3 separate regions of the Sus scrofa genome follow, and all the other regions are linked to region 2. Evidence: chromatin contacts called from public HiChIP or PLAC-seq and promoter capture Hi-C data. All regions are on one chromosome and are shown on one strand. The core of a region is the stretch at or near the end of the contact, and the rest is flanking DNA. Distances in the headings are between cores, read along the strand shown. Region 1 holds the start of OGN (osteoglycin). Region 2 holds the start of ECM2 (extracellular matrix protein 2). Region 3 holds the start of OMD (osteomodulin).

Region 1 (2,700 bases), core at 33-2,532, 110 kb after region 2:
AGCACTTAACAAATATTTTAAGCACAGTTCTCTAGTACAACACACTACATTTCACCCTAGAGAAGGAATGTTGGCAAAGATCATTACCAAATGGAAAGTGCTTTTAAAGCTGCTGGGCCCTGAAATTCTATTCAGCAGTTTGAAATCATTCCACAGCTTTTCTCATTCACCCTCCCACTTGGGGCTATTGCAAGCCATGACCATCTATTGAGGAAAACCGCAAAAAACTTCAAAACAGCTACAACGGTAGGCTCTTTTTTCCAAATATTATTTTAAATATCGTTTGTTAAAATGTGACATCTAAGAATCTTGGTAAATGTAAAGGCCATATTTAATTTTTTTAAGTTTCAGTTACTTTGAACAATTGTTTTTAACAAGCACTTTAGTATATCATTGTCTAACTTTAATATCCATTCAGGCAAGAACAGGGTGCTGCAAAAGTCACAAAACCATATTATTCTTAAATTTCAACCATTGGTTTTTGACAAACTGGTAACTACAATGCAGCACCAGCAACTCTGAGTGATTCTGGCTGAAGTTACTTAAGAAAAGTGGAAAATGTGCACCACCAGATAAAATCCAGTGGTGAGCCTAAAAGTATCCTTCCAATTTCTTTCTTTATTTCTTCATTTTTCAGTTTAAATTTTAAAAAGCAATGCTATTAACTAAAAACAATATCTATAAAAATTATAAAACTAAGAAAATTCAAATTATGACTTTTCCAATATCCTGTACTGCCTTAAAGTAAGTGTTAATGACTACTTTTCATAATGTTTAAATTTTAAAACTGTTCTTGGAACTTGTTTCTGTTCATACCACTACAAATCAAGAGTTCTTATAAAGTACCAAAGTTGAAATATGATATTTCTAACTCACATGAGACAGGATCATGGGTCTTCATGTTAACTATTTAAATTACAGGTATCCTAAGAAGATTTCAACTGTATACAAGTACCTTTGTTCAAGGCACCTAACTATTAAAAAACTGAAATTGTCAACAGTGCTTGGATTTTTGATAGAAAAAGAACAAAAACCACTTTCTGAAACTATTTTTCAGAAGGTCATCAATACATAAAAACTTTTAGCATCTAATTAAAGATCACTAAGGGTTAAATACTTGTTCTCTAGTCCCTACTGCGTACACTCTGCCAAAAAGTCCTCTAAGCTTTTAAATATTGCTTCGATGGTCTGCGTTTTTACTTCCAGGGAAAAAGAGAGTATTGTCCCACAGTCAGCAGGCCACTAGCTTATTAACTTCCAGACACCTTAATTTTTGCTAAAATGAAGACTCTGCAATCTACACTTCTCTTGTTCCTGTTTGTGCCTCTGATAAAGCCAGCACCACCATCTCAGCAGGACTCTCGCATTATCTCTGATTATGGAACAAATAATTTTGAAGAAACCTTATTTAGCCAAGATTATGAGGATAAATACCTGGATGGAAAAAGTATTAAGGTATTTTACTTCTACTCTAAATTTAATTTCTAAAATAATCACCCATTTAAATGCATGTTTTTGTTTTTTCTGACTGTATCTGAGGGTAAATGAAAAGCACTTTATATGAGTCAAAATAATTCAAAATAACTGTCCATAAGATGATAATTTTAAAGTATGCATGCTTCCCAAATTAATAAACAGAATCTATGATGACCAAACAGTATCTGTAGCAACCAAAACATGAAATTTAAGGAAAACTAAACTTTAAGATGATTTCTGACCAGTTGAGATTTATATGCTAATGTTACACAATGCCCTATATTTGTACAGTAAAATAAAATAGGAGAAATATGTATTAGGAAATAAAGATGGATTACTAGCTTAAGGTTTATTGTTTTAGGAAGAAGTGGTTCAAGGGAATAAACAGAAGGGTACTGCTTATTTGGATTATTTCAGTATTTCATAAGAATTCACATATGCCAACTATACACAGTATCAAAAAATGAAAACTACTTGATAAGGGGCTTAATTTTTCATCAGTTTCAACAATTTAGAACCTATCATTTTATCAAGTATCTGTAATTGTCGCTGAGCTAATACTGTACAGGGATGACTTTCATACCACATCTTTCATATTCTACTTCAACAGGGGCTAAGTAATTACTTGTGGTTTTACTGGCACACAGAAATGAACTCTGGGAAAGGAAAAAGTTAATACACCACAGAAGTATCTGTTGCCTGCCTACTGTGTGTCTGTATGTCCGTCTCTCTTTCACACACAGGCACAAAATGAAAAATGAGAAATGCAGCCAAATACATAATAATCTTGGTTGCTTCACAAGTTCTTCACTATAAATAAGATTACAAAGATTTTAAGAGTGAACAGTTATAAATGCTTCCTTTTAATGCTCTTTTTAGTACACATGAGCAAATGTTAACACTACAATTTCTTTCAATGGAGTTGGTTAATAGCCATTATCATCATCATTATTATTTAAGTATATATAAGCTTAAAGAAAAAGGCCCATCATAACAGCAAGCTTTTGGTTCACATGGCTGATTTGAATCTATCAATCAGTTAAAAGAATACTTTCGAAATCCCTTGGTCCCTAAAATGTAGTAAGTAAAACTTTACCCACTTCTTCTCTTTACACTGCTTTAGAAGTCACTCTATCTTAATATAAAGGCGCAGACCAAGATATTTGTGAAGCAGAGTAGAATTCAACAGCATTTAATAGACAAACAGAGAGTGGAGGGCTGTTC
Region 2 (2,700 bases), core at 79-2,578:
AAATGCCTAATATGTGGAACAAATGATGGAGACGTCAGGAGGACTGGGGTCCAGTGAATCTCACCATTCCTAGGATTTATAATTTCTAAACCTGGAATACCCACACAATCATCCTTTCTCGATGTTTTGGTCTTTGGCATCATTTGTCTGAGCCTATGTCTTAAAGGAATTTTTCAAAATTTCTTGTCTTCTAATAGAACTAATTATTTTGTAGTGCAGTGTTACTTTTTTTTTTTTTGCCATACCTACAGCATGTGGAAGTTCCCGGGCCAGGAATCAAACCTGTGCCACAGCAGTGACCTAAGCTGCTTCAGTGACAACACTGGATCCTTAACCCACTGAGCCACAAGAGAACTCCACAATGCTACTTTTTTTTTTTTTTTTTTTTTTTTTCTTTTTTGGCTGCCTCGTGCCACATGGAGTTCCTGGGCCAGGGACCAGATTTGAGCGAGAGTTGTGACCTAAGCTGCAGTTGTGGCAATGCACAATCCTTAACCAACTCTGCTGGGCCAGGGATCAAACCTGCGACCCAGTGCCCCCATGATGCCACTGATCCTGTTGTGCCACAGCAGGAACTCCTGCAGTGTTACATTTTTAAAAGCAAACATAGTTTTGTTATTTTTGGAATTTTGGGTGCCCCATGTGATCATTCCATCATCCTGATATGATCTATCTAGGTCATGTTAAGATTTTTAGGAAGAACAAAAATGAAGTTACTCTCTGTTAAATAATTTAGACTTCTGAGGTAAGTAATAACTAAAAAAAAAAGATATAATTACCTAGTCTATGACAGGCATTTTGTATATGCTATTCATTCACATAATGAATGGATAGCACATTCATTTGCACAAAAATGTGAAAGAAAGGTATTAACATCCCAGCTGTACAAAGAAGGTAACTCACCCAAGGTACCCCATAAGCAGTACTGTGGGCCTGGAACCTTCATCTGTCTCTGACCTGCTCATTTGCAGATGAAAAAACTGAGGCTGAAGTAGATAATTCATCTGCCAGAGTAATCATAATCAGAAGCCTCATGGCTCCTTTGCATATTTTCTTGTTATTGCTTAAAGGTGGAAGTTACATAATTTCAATGACATTAATATATAACAGCCTTTTGTTTTGCTAACAATATTGCCAGTGAGATTGGTGTAGCTGGCAGAAAAATGATGAAAGAGTTAAATAACATTACCCCAATTAAAGGCATCCTAGGAATGCACAGTCCTCTAACTTGGCAACAACAGCATCTCTGCAGTCTGATAAAGCTCAAGTGATAGGCAGGCTAGTATGAATGTTAAGATATTTTAAACACAATTAGTTTACAAACATCACACATTTCTTAATCAAGCCCCGTTTTTGTGCTTCTAACTGCCTTCTCAGCCTACAGACGAATGCTTTTCTCCCCCGCTGTCGCTTTCCCCTTTTCCTGTGATTTAGAACAAATATTTCCCTTGGTAACCATTTTCCCTGGTTACTCTTCTGGCTGATTTTCTGCACAAAGAAGCGAAAGGCATGTATTCCCCAGGGAAGCAGTTATTTTAGATTTTACTAAGAAGTGAGTTAACATTTTTCAACATTCCCTTCTTTGTTTTAAAGAAAGCTCTGGTTTTGTTTCATTTTCATCTGGAGACTTAAATGACACCAAGCAAAGCCTACTTAGTTTAGATTTCCAGGTAAAATGTTTTAAATTTTACGTTTCTTCTAAAGCATGTGGAATGGTTTTAATATTTCGGTATTTTATGTTGTAAATATGTTTAACATTTGAGGAAATTAGCTCCTAATAACAGATTTTAAAAGTTTAAAGTGTGCATTATTTTGTTTACTTGTTTTTTTCAGGATGACTACTTCCGAAGTACTTAAAACTTTATGAAATTAGGATTAAATATATTTTATATGTTTAAATAGAATTAGATGCTTGATGGAAGTATAAGTTGGTTTGAAAATTTCATTCTTTTCTAATTTTAAGTCGTAAAGAGCATAAAGAATTCATTAAAATTGTTTTTCATTTTAAGCCTGTTGAGTGAAGTTAAAAAGGATAACAGGCATCCCATGACTTTGTGTGGACATTTAAAACTCTAAGTTTAATACTTTTAAAGCTTACTTAACTCAGCTGATGAACAACTTTTAAATGGAGAAAAATAAAAATAAGTTAGCCAAGCTTTATAAATTATATTTAATGTTGGGATAAACACAATGAATGCTAAAAGGGAAGAAAAATTTACTTGATCAAAATAATACCTACTGTGATTAGATCTACTGTGTCATAAAAGTTTACCTCTAGAAACATATTCACTGATTGCAAAGTTGTTTTTTAAGTAAATATTAAATGCAATGTGAAATTCTACAAATCACTGAAAATAACAAAGGCCCAAGCATTGATTATAAAATTAATACTAAGAGGCCATTTCATAAAAATGAAACGTTTCAATGAGACTATTTAGATTCTGATTTTATTAAAATTAAGAGGCTCTGTAAATTTATTTCTGTACATATCTATTTAGATTTCTGGATCAGTAAAAGTGAGCCAATTAGGAAGGGGGAGAAAAAAGAGAAAGACAAAGAGGGGTGGGATATGGGAGAAGGGTGAGCTCAGGCAGTGCTCTGCTAAGAGGCCCAGGGACAACACGATGCCTGAGACCGTTGTGGAAGTTTCAGGGCCTGACTCCTCATTACTCTTACCTACCACAGCATGGAGAGTCACAC
Region 3 (2,700 bases), core at 92-2,591, 89 kb after region 2:
CTCATTCCCGTTTACCATCTACCTTGCTTTGTTCTCTACTGCACTCTACACAACATGACATACGTTGTTGTTGTTTTCTGTCTTCCTCTTCTATGAATACAGAGACTCTAACTGCTGAGTCCTCTGCACCTAAAAGTGCCTTGAACAAAGTAGGTGCTCAACAAATACTAGCTGAATACATAAATGAATTAAAAAGATTTATAGTTTATAACTACAATTACTGGCTCTCAGTCAGACCTTTCCCAGCTAGCACTAGTAATTCAGCTCTGAGATACTGTATCTACTTCAATCAAATTATAATGGCAGAATATAACCAAGACTTTCACCAATTCAATTGACTTCATTTCCTAAATGCCACAATTATAAACACCAAATGAAAACAATGAACTGTCACAATCACTTGCAGCTTCTATTTTTCCTCTGAGGCCTGACTTGAACCACCTCTCCTACCCCCTGCCAACCTAAACTTCCTGGACACCATCAACTTTGTTTAAACTTCCTAGACACTTTTGACTCAGAGTGTTCTATCTGTCTACTGATAAATACTTTCACATTTGTTAGGAACATGAGCAACAATCACTATCCTAAGTTCAAATCACAGAGTTAAATGAAGAATTAAATAAAAATTAAGTTGTTAATTTTAAATTAATGTTCCAAAAGAACTGTGAGGGCATGTAGAATAATTTTTGGAAAAAGTACACAGATTTGCTCTCTTAGTGTGGAAGGCTGAGGTTTATGAACAAACACTAATAGGAAACATACGGAAAAGATCAGTAACATGATGAAATCTTGGCCCAAATACAACGGCCACGTTTCACATACCACTGTCTCAACTAATAGACAAGATTTTTACATATTGCCAAAACATCTCTTGAAACACTGTTCACTTTTTAAAAATCTGAAATATAACAAAATAATCTTGTTAATTCTTTGTAAAAACCTAATGGAAAATACTATTTTGAGGAAACAAAACAAATTCTAGGATTCACTTTACCTTATTAGTTTGCACAAGCTTGAAAGAATCTCCTAAAGAATGAACTCAAAGTTCATTGCCAAGAGCACAAGAACTCTCTGTTTAAAATATGAAATTAGTATAAAAATATAAGTAGCTAACTCCTACTCTTCAGGAGAGACAGCTCAGTGAAATCTGTAAATTTTCTACATCTGCAAAATAAAGGCAATAAGAATTGATCAAAAGAAGTTCCTAATTCCACCTTATTCAATACTATAAAATTATTTTTAACTATTAAAAACAGACAAATCAGAAATATACCTTCTAAGTGAATTCCATAACTAAGAGATTAATTTTATTTCAAAGGTTATTAGAAGGCATGTTAGTATGTGGGAGGAAGGTGAGAAAGCACTGAGAAGGTATAAATTTTTTTTGAATGGAAAAGTTATATATTTAATGTGTCACAAATGACAATCTCTTTCATTTTTAAAATATACTAGATGTGAAATGCTGCATGGTTCTAATCCTGGTTCCTTGTCTTAATAAATGGAAGCACTGGTGTGAACCAAAGGTATCAGACAACCCAGATCTCAATATGACTCTGAGTTCCACCTTAAAATTCCAAGACACTGAACTCCATGTTAGAATGGACCTTAATTTGAAGAATTCTTTGGCACGAAAATGAAAACAAAAACAGTAATCAGTACAAGCTGTTTCATTTAGTTCTGTTTGCCTTTCATATTAGAGGAAATTCTTGCCACACCTCAAACCAAAATTAAGGGGGAGAGAAAGAAGTAAGCCACATAAATCTGACCAAGAACACAAGCATTTTAATTTGAGTCCAGAAAGCTTTGGATAATGAAAAGAAATGCATAATTTTAATTCAACCCAAGTGTTTTCCAAGCAGATTATTTTGCTTAAATTGCTATAGTAATTCAAGAGACAGCCCTGCCTGGACACACAGTTACTGTGGATTTTTAAGAGACTCAGTTTAAGACTTAAGGAATTTCTGATTCATTTACAGGATTTGCAAACTCATCAACCCCTGAAAACTAAAGCAAACTCAACAGGTATGATGATAAAATAATTTTTAATTTTTAAGAAAATATTCCTACTGTTAAAAACAAAGTATATGTGACTTGTTTAACATTAAAATAGACTGTAGCCATCATAAATGCACAGTTTTATAAGCAATATCTGGTAAAAAGCTACACTAAAATTTGATCAGCCAAAATATTCAGGGAAAGGTATAATATAGTGAATTTAATTTTCTAACTTGGGATTTACCCAATATATCTTTATTTATTTATTTATTTATTACTCTGAATGAAAGATTCTCAGGTTAATGGAATAACTTTCTGTTTCTTTCTCTTTCTCTCTCAAACTTTAAGTGACAAAATATGGAAAAATGCCTTTGAGCCATATATCTGAGCAATGCTAGATTCCGGTTGTAGAGAAGATAGGTATTTGAAGAATTTTACTAGCAATTTTATTAAAATTTCTCTATTAACCAAATCCCTGATATTACAATGTTTTTGCCTTTTTCTCAAAGACAAAAAACAAGTACCCTCCTAGCACTGAAGGATCTAGTTTTTGAATTTAAATTAATTAAGATTCAAATGTATTATAGCTAAAAATAATTTTGAGACTCATATTTTTAATAGCAAAATAGTCTTACTTTCTTAGGTGTTGGGTGTTAACAGTGATGTTAACAGTGATGTACACAACTTATATTCTACAGAGTTAAA

Evidence for each region. Promoter capture Hi-C pulls out the DNA fragments that hold promoters and counts their contacts. HiChIP or PLAC-seq counts read pairs in DNA pulled down with a chosen protein or histone mark.
Region 1: an H3K27ac HiChIP or PLAC-seq map of skeletal muscle shows a contact between it and region 2, with 4 times the contacts expected there. The contact joins the promoter of OGN here to the promoter of ECM2 in region 2. A contact is called at or near these places in 2 of 47 Hi-C or Micro-C datasets (embryonic fibroblasts and omental adipose tissue) and 1 of 2 datasets of contacts at active chromatin or transcription factors (skeletal muscle).
Region 3: a promoter capture Hi-C map of fetal liver shows a contact between it and region 2, with 2.7 times the contacts expected there. The contact joins the promoter of OMD here to the promoter of ECM2 in region 2. A contact is called at or near these places in 1 of 5 promoter capture datasets (fetal liver), 1 of 47 Hi-C or Micro-C datasets (skeletal muscle) and 1 of 2 datasets of contacts at active chromatin or transcription factors (skeletal muscle).

The regions. Positions count from the first base shown.
Region 1 is chr3:42,133,286-42,135,985 of Sscrofa11.1, reverse strand. OGN (osteoglycin) reads left to right here and starts at 1,282. Exons shown (of 6, transcript NM_001315728.1): 1 at 1,282-1,455. The coding sequence starts at 1,282. The region is part of intron 5 of CENPP (centromere protein P); the gene reads right to left.
Region 2 is chr3:42,242,374-42,245,073 of Sscrofa11.1, reverse strand. ECM2 (extracellular matrix protein 2) reads left to right here and starts at 1,328. Exons shown (of 10, transcript XM_021086993.1): 1 at 1,328-1,670. All of the region lies in intron 5 of CENPP (centromere protein P), which reads right to left.
Region 3 is chr3:42,153,673-42,156,372 of Sscrofa11.1, reverse strand. OMD (osteomodulin) reads left to right here and starts at 1,341. Exons shown (of 3, transcript XM_003124781.4): 1 at 1,341-2,022. All of the region lies in intron 5 of CENPP (centromere protein P), which reads right to left.